Linked DNA regions of Sus scrofa: region 1 is linked to region 2. A link is a contact called in public promoter capture Hi-C data. All regions are on one chromosome and are shown on one strand. The core of a region is the stretch at or near the end of the contact, and the rest is flanking DNA. Distances in the headings are between cores, read along the strand shown.

Region 1 (4,921 bases), core at 1,244-3,743, 190 kb after region 2:
CAGGCCAAAAAGGATACTAGATCAAAGCCCATTTTCTACAGGGGTGCAGCGACGGGAATCCAGTCTGTCCAAGTACATAAAATTGATCTGCTGAGATCGACTTCATCAGTACTGCGTCACAGGTCAAGCAAGAAGGAAAAAAAAAAAAAAAAATCAAAATCTGTCCTGGGACGAAGGCCAATTTACAAGTAAGTATCACTGCTGCGAGAATGTGAAATTCTTAACGTGAAGACAGTTCCCATAAACTCACAACGGTTTCCTCCTCCTGAAGATTCACACGTTCACTCAACTTCGTTTCTGCGATTTCAAAAGAAACGTCTACGCAGCTAAGCCCCTGCGTGAGTGTCCTGGAGCTCCCGGCAGACAGAGCCGTCCTGATTCATAGCCTTAAATGCACAAGACACATCAGAAGAAACAGCACATCTGAGTCCCAAGCCCTCCGTCTAAAACACGGCATGAAGCTCTGAAAAGCGAGGGACGTCTTTCCTGAACGGAGCTGTGTGTTCAACTGCTTCCAAATCGAGAACCCTATTTTGAAAGATGCCAAGTTTCTCCCCCACCCTCTCCACCCTAAAGGGAGAGGTGACAACTCACAGGCAACAGGCGGGACGGGGCGGACGACCCCTCCCCGCTCCCGTCCAGGGGAACCAGACCGGCGCTGGGCAGCTAGGGGCACTCTCGCCCACGACAACGTACACACAGGGAACAAAAAACTCCTCCCCTCTCTCTCCCCCTAAAACCGGAGCACGCCGCGCAGAGATCCGCAACACGGCGGCCGGAACAGCCAAATGGTCACGGCAGGGGGCTGCCCGCCTGCCCCGGCGCCTGCCCGGCGGCGGGCGCCCGGCAGCCCGGCGCCCTCTTCCCCGGACCTGCGCGGCCGGCCCCACACCGGGTCCGCGGCCCCGCAGCCCGGCCGGGCGCGGAGAGCCGGGAGGACGCTGCGGCGCCGCTCCGGCCGCCTCGCCGCCCCACACCCCTCGCCGCCCGCACCTGAGGCGCGGCCGGACCCGGCGAGCGGGCGCGGAGCGAGGCGGGCAGGGCAAAGTTACTCACTGGGGACGCGCGGCTTCCCGGCGCTTCCGGCTCCCGGCGCCGCAGCCCAGCGCCGGCTCCGCTCTCCGCGGCCCGCTGAGGGAGCGCGCGGCCGGCCGGCCTCCGCTCCGCCGGGAATCGCCGCCGCCGCTGCGGATTTCCTGGCAAGAAGCAAACTCCAGCCAAGACTTCACTTCTCAACCGCCCCTGCTGCCTTCCCCCGGGCGGACGCCAGGGCCGAGCCGCGCAGCCCGACACGCACCGGGGCCAATCGGCGGCAGCACAGGGCGGGAGGGGGGCGGGCCAGAGGGCGGCTCCGCCTATCCGGGAGCTCGGGGGGCGGGCCGGGCCGGGGCTGACACTCCGGGTTAGAGTGAGCCCGCTCCGCCCCTCGCCGCCCGCCCTCCCCACTCCTCGGCTGTCCCTGCCGCTCGCCTGATTCCCCAGCAGAAGACGCGCTCGGGAAGTGCCTCAGCGCTCACCGCCGAACGCTGCGAGGAGAGGGGAACAGCTGGGGGCGGCGGCGAACATCGAGGGGGATCGGGGGTGGGGTAAGGAGAACAGGTGGCGCAGGAAAGCAGAGCTGTAGGCGTGTTGGGCTGGATGACAGCGGGGGTCGAGGGGTAGGGAGCGGGGCTGGCCGGGGTGAGGAGGCGAGGGGAGCAGGAGAGCGTGGAAGGCAGAAGGATTATTAGCGAACGGGAACACTAGGGGGGCGGAGAGCGGAGAGGCGCGAAGGGAGAAGGAGGGCGGAGAGCTAGTCGGACGGTGAAAGGGGGCGGGGGCACCTGGGAACAAAGGTGAGAGGGAGGTTCCGCAGGTGAGGAGGTTTATGAGGCCAAAAGGGTAAAGGGGAAAAGGACGTCCCAAACGAGGCAGGGCGTACTCCAGGGAGATCCTAAGAAAGGATTGGGGGAGTGGGGATCGGGTGGAGATGGTTTCCTTCCAAACTCTCGCTCCTCCCCCCCAAAATAGAAAATGCGTGTCCTTTGACCCCGTTGAGGGGTGCAGCTGCAAGATTCCGGATGAGACAAATACAGTCTTAAACCCATCCTCTTCAGTTGTGAAATTCATCAAAGTGTGCTGATTAACTATAATTTAAGTACGTCGTCCCATGAGAGTCCCTTGGGGGGCAGGGGACCCGCCTGGGACTAACTGTGTCCCCCACAGGTCTAGCAGCAAGTCAGAAGGAGGCCTGATCCTCGCTCTAAGAAGGGGAGTTTGGGGGCCACAGGTAAGGCCCCGCCCCCTTCGCCCGCACCTGGAGGAAGGCACCGGGGGCTGAGCTCCGGCGCCCACCGGCCGGTGCCGGCCTTGGGGCGGGGCGGCAGCCGGACCCCACCCATCTCCCCGCTAGCCCTCCCGGGAGGACTTGCTCTGGGAGCGCAGGTGAGCGGCTCAGGCCTCGCCACGCCCTCCTCGCGCCGGGGGCGGGGCGGGTGGGCGGGGCCCGGGCGGAGCCTCCACGCCCCGCCCAGTGGCCGGGCCCTGCCGCGCCGCTGCGGCTCCTCCCCCCTCCTTCCGTCCGCGCTCCTTCCGTCGGTCCTTCCTTCCTTTCTTCCTGCTGCGCCCGCACGCTTCGCGGTATGGGGCAGAGCCTTCGGCGGGCCGGCACCACCTGAGGATCCCGGAAGCCGCCCCCGCGATGGAAGAGGACCAGGAGCTGGAGAGGTAACGGCCGGGGAGTGGGGGCAGGAGAGGCGGGCCGCGCCCTGCCCTGGGAGCCGGCGGCCGGCCGGGGCCTCAGCCTCCGCGGCCCGGCCTAGCAGCGAGGGCCTGGCTGGGAGGACAGGCGAGGAGGAGGGAGCGGTGGGCGCCAGGGTGGGGAGAGGGAAGAGGGGGCGGGAGACCTGGATGGTTTGAATGGAGGCGCTCAGTGCTCTAGATATCGAGGAAGGAAGACAAGTTGCGAGACCAGAGTTAACTGCCCACCCCCCGCGTTGGAAAAGCAAGAGGAAGCATAGCTAACGTTCCGAACCACGCACCGTCCCCTGTTACCGGAGCGATGGGATTGGTGTGTTGGTCGGGCCCAAGTCCCTCCTCCGTGTAGAGCGCTCTTTAAGCTACTCTGCGCTGAGTGCTTTTTCTCCCTCCTGCTTGATGACTCTTCTCAGACTTTCCTTTCTAGTTTCCTTACCTCCTGCACGTTGAGGAGCTTTAGTTTCTATTTTTATAGTCGCGTTTTCCCACGCCTTTCAACTCCCCTTCCATCCTCTGGCAGGGCCCACCCGTTTCTAATAATAGCCCTTTCTTGTGACTCTACCAAATAAGATTTAGCAAGCTTTTTTAACGACACTCCCCTCGTGGCCATGTGGAGGGCCAAATGGCGTAGGGAGAAATTGGAGGCGATAAATTAAATATTGGTAGAATATGTGGAGGCAGGAAAATAAAAGGTTCATGCTAACAGTTCTCTGTAACTGCAGTGCATTGGAGTAATAGCATGTTACCATTGTGATACCGTAGATGAAAAAAGCTAGATACGAAAGCATATTCAGTATGATCTCATTTTTGCAAAAAATGTGTGTAGAAAAATATCTGGATTGAAGACCCCAATGGCTGAAGGCGAGAGGAAGACAGCCCTGGAAATGGTCCAGGCAGCTGGGACAGATAGACACTGTGTGACATTTGTTTTGCACGAGGAGGACCATACCCTAGGAAATTCTCTTCGCTACATGATCATGAAGAACCCGGAAGTGGAGTTTTGCGGTTACACCACAACCCATCCTTCAGAGAGCAAAATTAATTTGCGCATACAGACTCGAGGTGCCCTTCCAGCTGTTGAGCCCTTTCAGAGAGGCCTGACTGAGCTCATGAATGTCTGCCAGCACGTGCTTGACAAGTTTGAGGCCAGCATAAAGGCATATAAGGATCATAAAGCCGGCAGAAAGGAGTCCACCTTCTAGTCCCTTATGCCCTGTCCAGGGAGGACTGACCTCTAGGAGACCGTATTGGTGCTGTGACAAAGCCCAGAAGTAAAAGTTTGCGATGACAACCTGGTCTGTCCTGCAGAAGAGCCTGCCTCTAGCTCTTAACCATTTCCGCTGTTGGAGTCCCTGCAAGAACCCTCTGTATTCTTCTAATAAATTCCCTCTTTCATTCAAACCGATTTGAGTGGTTTCCGTTCCTTTGTCCTGGAGGTTGACTATTTTAGGGTTGGTGTTTTGTTTTCCTAATTGAACCAACACTGAAAGTGAGGAAACCATGAGAAAATCAGGGGCCTAGACGAGGACTTGGATGCAGGGAATTAAAAGGAATGTGCATGCACAGCTGAGATCCGGGGAGCGAGAGCCGCAGCAGAGCCTGACGCCAGAGACACCGTGGATGGTTTAGAAAAGGAAGCTGGGAGTGAAGGAAGACTTGGCCTCTTCCTCGATGTTGTTTAGAAATTCATGAGAGAATCGCGTCCTTCGCTGCGACCGGTAGATGGGGCAAGGGTGGGGAATAATTTGAAAGAACTGTGAGAATTCTGGTTTCACGGGAGGACCTTCGGTGGCATCAGGTGCCATCTCTGTGGCAGCATTTCTAGGATAGATGCTGGCTTACTGCTTTAATTTCAGGACACTACTGTATTAGAGAAGGAGAAAACTGGGGTGACCAGGTAGTATTTTCAGCCCTTAGGCTGGTACCTCCGTCTAGCTGAGGCTTCCATCAGTGAAGCAGTATTTGAGGAGGAAGATTCTAAGAGAGGAAAAGGGTTTTTTGGAAAGCCTAAAATACTAGCGAGGCACCTGAAGAGCTGCCCTGTTTACCTCCTGAACCTTGTGTCTCCCACCTGCCCTCCCCACCTTGACTCTTAAATCACCCTAAGTATCTGTCAGCCTTTGAACCTGCGTACTCCACTCCCCAGTACCCTGAGAGGGGGCCTACCTTAACTCTGGACATCAGA
Region 2 (4,378 bases), core at 888-3,387:
TACAGGGAACTTGTGAGGCACAAGGACATTTTTAAAAAAGAATCATGAAGGATTTCCCATTGTGGCTTAGTAAGTTCAGAACCCAGTGAGTACCCATGAGGATGCAGGTTTGATCTCTGGCCTCGCTCAGTGGGTTAAGGATCCAGCATTGCTGTGGCTGTGGCGTGGGCTGGCAGCTGTAGCTCTGATTCCACCCCTAGCCTGGAAACCTCCATATGCTGCAGGTGCAGCCCTGGGAAGGGGAGGGCAGGGGAAGAATCATGGCCATGCTAGAAAGCAATCACTGGTTCAAGGAAAAAATTAATGTTTACATGAAATGCTATCCTGACCAGTAAGCGTTTGAGCAGGGGAAATGCCATAGAAACGTCCACTGTTGTTCCTGCTGCCTCTTAGCAGTGTGAGGAAAGCCACTGGCTCAGACAAGACGTTTCTGTTGGTGCCTCCCGTGTGCCCAGCTCCGTGCTAGGTGCTGGGACACAAAGAGAACCAGAGGCACAGACCTGCCCTGCAGAGCTGTCGCTGCCAAGAAAGATGAGCCAGGGAATCTCTGCCAAGCCCGTTGGGTGCTGTGAGGGGAGGGGCCGGGAACTTGGGGTTGGAGCGGCCACCTGGCCAGCTCTTAGGAGGCACTTCCCCAAGCTTCTCCCTGACAGACGAGTGGGATTTGCTGGTTTTGAGGGACAGCAGGGAGCAAGGAGGAGAGCATGATACAGCCCAAGAGAAGAGTGTGTAGGGGTGGGAGATGGCGGGTGGGACACGGGCAGCGGGAGTGATGAGGGTGCTCAGCGGGCTTGGACCGAGCGGGAGTGTGGAGTGGGCCAGGCTGGGGCATAGCAAGAGGCAGGGCTTGACTCGAAGGGCTCTGGGACACCACGGAAAGCCCTGGTGTTTGCGAAGGTGGAGAAAGGACTGGAGAGGGCGAGCCTGGCTGCAGGAAGCACCCGGAGGTCAGGTGAGACCTGGGCCGACTGGACAGAGGTGGAGGCAGTGGGGGAGAAGGGAGGTGGATGGTTGCCACCCCGAAGGCAAACCACAGAGGACTCCGGGGCGAGGACTGTTGCTCAGCTCTGCCGGGGGCTCAGTGAAAAAAGCTGGCTTTGGAAATTATCAGACACGACCATCTCGTGCAGGCTGTGGATGGAAGCTGTGCGCACTCAAGCACCTGATCCCGTGGGTCATCAGGGAGCAATTAGGCCTCGCTCACTAGATGCAATCTGGCTGCTCCCGGCTCCGATGGATTTGAAGTAGCTGGGAGTGATTAAGCCCAGGCCCGTGGCGGTACCCTGGCCGGGCAATTACAGCTGCAGGAAAATGCAGTGATCTGACTGAAGCGAGAGGAGGGCTCATCAGAGAAGCCAGGCGGGAACTGCGTGGTGAACAGACAACCAAGAAGGGGATGGTCCCGGGCCTCAGCCCTGTCCAGGCTGGTTCCAGCGGAAGTCGTGGAGGGCGGTCCAAGAACAGGTGCTGAGAGGGCGAGGACTCTGCTGACAGAGGACAGCCGGGAGCAAGGACGAGGGTGCAGCTGCCGCCGGGGGCTCTCTCCTGACTGGTTAGATCATCAGCAGCCCCAGAGGCTCCCTGAGAGATGGGGAGACGGGCTGTATTGAGAATGTGGCCGAGGGGTGGAATCGCTCTTGCTTAATCCTTCCTTGGCCACCCTTGGGCTGACCTTGGCCGACATGAGTGCTCATCCATGCATTCACTTTTTGTCAGAGCCAACATTCGAGAACCTAGTGTCAGCAACAGTTTACAGATGGGTAGAACTCCACGGTTGGCAAAAATGCTTTATGCATATTTTCTTTTCTTTCTTTCTTTCTTTTTTTTTTTTTTTTTTGTCTTTTTGCCTTTTCTTGAGCCGCTCCGGCAATATATGGAGGTTCCCAGGCTAGGGGTCGAATCGGAGCTGTAGCCACCAGCCTACGCCAGAGCCACAGCAACGCGGGATCCGAGCCGTGTCTGTGACCTACACCACAGCTCACGGCAATGCCGGATCCCTAACCCACTGAGCAAGGCCAGGGATCGAACCTGCAACCTCATGGTTCCTAGTTGGATTCGTTAACCACTGCGCCACGACGGGAACTCCTGTATTTTCTTATTAATCCTTACAGTCCTCACGCTCTGTGAGGTGGGTGTCATGGTCCTCACCCGGCTGATGAAGAAGCCGGGGTTCAGAGAGGTCAGTTACTGGCCGGGTTCCCATGTGATGCTGGTGATAACTGGGAGAGGAAGGCAGGGCAGCATCTCCTCAGTTTCACAGACGAGGCAAAGCAGGTTGGGAAGAGTTGCCCGAAGTCATACTCAGGTCGTTGGCGGCACTTGAGGCTGAATCCAAAGGTCTTGCTAGAGGCCTATCAGAGAAGGAACGGGGATTTAAGGTAAAGGTGTGTTTATGGGATAAGGTCCTGGTGCCTGCTTGATCTCTGAGGACGGTGGCCCCAGCTGACTGTCTTGGCTGTGCTGGACCAAAACAGGAGAAGTAAACATTGGGAGAAAAGAATAAAACTGGTGTTAAAGGGACAGTACACTGAAGGTCTTTACGGCTGTTCGCACCCGAGCTGTTTTGTCCAGTTATCGCCGTAACCACATGCACTCTTGTCACACGCTGCATCCGATCTTTGGGTAGGAGGGAGGGAACTCGTGTCATGGCTGGAGGCCGGGGCGTCCCTCCTGTCAGAACCCCCTGAGTTCAGGACTGCCTGGTCGAGAGTTATTCTGTGTATTGAAAGACGATGTGTTAGTTATGCTGCCTAACAAATCACGGAGTTCCCTTCGTGGCTCAGCGGAAATGAGTATGACTGGCATCCATCAGGATGCAGGTTTGATCCCTGGCCTCGCTCAGCGGGTTAAGGACCTGGTGTTGTTTTGAGCTGTGGTGTAGGCCGCAGACGCGGCTCATATCTGGTGTGGCTGTGACTGTGGCTAGCGGCTACAGTTCCGAGCCAACCCCTAGCCTGGGCACCTCCCTATGCCACAGATGCAGCCCTAAAAAGACGAAAAAAAAAAAAACAAACCCAAATTTAGTGGCGTAAACCAACACTTATTATTTCACAATTTCTGTGGGCCAGGAACCTGGGCGTAGTTGAACCAGATTCTCTGCTTCAGGGTCTCTGCCAGGCTGCAGTGAAGGAGTCAGCGGAGTTAGGGTCTCATTTCAAGGTTGGACGGGGGCAGGATCTGCTCCTCAGCTCCCATGGTCATTGGCAGGATTCAGTGACCTGCCAGGGCTGCTGGGCTGAGGGCCTCAGCTCCCAGTTGGCTGTTGGCTATTGGCCACCCCCCGTCCTTTGTGCGTTTCTGCAGCACGGTAGCTGCCCCATCGAAGTGCACAAGCCCAGAAGGTGATGCACTTCTGTTAGGAAGATGCAAGTGCCCGTGGTTCCGCCCCTTCCATCACCCGCTTCTTCTGTTAGTTGGAAGTAATTCCCGGTCCGGGCCACCCCCAGGAGCGGGTAACTGCACAAGGGTGTGAATGTCCGGAGGCGGTGATCGCTGGGAGCCGTCATCAGCTTGGCCAACCGCCACTCAAGTGCAGGAACAGAAGCAAAAGTCTGCAGCGCGTGGGGAAAAAGGAAAGGCTACTAGTTTTGGATGGCTTCTTATGCTGAGCCCTGTGCTGATAAGCACCACGCGGGAAATAATTGTCTCATGTCATTCTCACCACAGCCCTGTGGCATAGGTATCATCACCCCCCATTGCACAGACGACAAAAACTTCCGAGGGACTAAATAACTATCTCAAGGTCCAATACTAAGTGCAGAGCCGGGACGAGTTAGGGTGCCAGACCCCCAAGGCCATCCGTTTGACCACTGCCACCTCTGAGGGGCCTTTTTACCTGTGAACTCCTACCTGCCTCCTTTCTGGGCCCACGGTCACCCCCTCGAGCCTGGGCCTCAGTCCCGCCAACAGGGACGGCCTCTGAGCGGGTCTTCCTGACTCCAGGAGTCCCCTTCTAACCTACCATAGGCACTCTTCAGTGCCATAGTTGTTAGCCTTAGAAGGTATAAGACTTGCCTGACAACTGTGGGGGCAACTGAGGCCTGGAGCAGTTTGGGGGAGGATGACCCCCAGGCTGGATTCCATCCATGTGGTTGGGGAGTCGACTGATTTGATCCCTGGACACCTGTTTTGATGGGTCACAGCCGACTGTGGGAACCAGGAGGACCAGGCAGGGCCTTCCTCGGGTGTAACTGAAGAGAGTGAAGTAAAAACCAACCAACCATGACGGGTCCTTTAACAAATGCAGATGGTGAGAGAGGGGAGAAGCCGAGGGGGATGGTGGCCCCTCACTGGGACGGGAAGATACTTGGGGGGGGCGGGGCAGAGAGCAGTTTCGAATATGCTGAGTTTGAGGGTCTGTGGGTTTTAGATGATTTCA

What was found. Promoter capture Hi-C pulls out the DNA fragments that hold promoters and counts their contacts.
Region 1: a contact with region 2 is called in a promoter capture Hi-C map of liver, with 7 times the contacts expected there. The contact joins the promoter of POLR1D here to the promoter of GTF3A in region 2. A contact is called at or near these places in 1 of 5 promoter capture datasets (liver), 5 of 47 Hi-C or Micro-C datasets (embryonic fibroblasts, heart right ventricle, liver and 1 more) and 2 of 2 datasets of contacts at active chromatin or transcription factors (alveolar macrophages and skeletal muscle).

Annotation. Positions count from the first base shown.
Region 1 is chr11:5,041,781-5,046,701 of Sscrofa11.1, forward strand. It overlaps POLR1D (DNA-directed RNA polymerases I and III subunit RPAC2), which reads left to right and starts at 2,494. Exons shown (of 2, transcript XM_003357811.4): 1 at 2,494-2,706; 2 at 3,563-4,141. The coding sequence starts at 2,681. The coding sequence ends at 3,938. LOC106505238 reads left to right here and starts at 2,580. Exons shown (of 3, transcript XM_013980406.2): 1 at 2,580-2,706. The coding sequence starts at 2,681.
Region 2 is chr11:4,851,168-4,855,545 of Sscrofa11.1, forward strand. It overlaps GTF3A (transcription factor IIIA), which reads left to right and starts at 2,138. Exons shown (of 10, transcript XM_021066008.1): 1 at 2,138-2,179. The coding sequence starts at 2,138.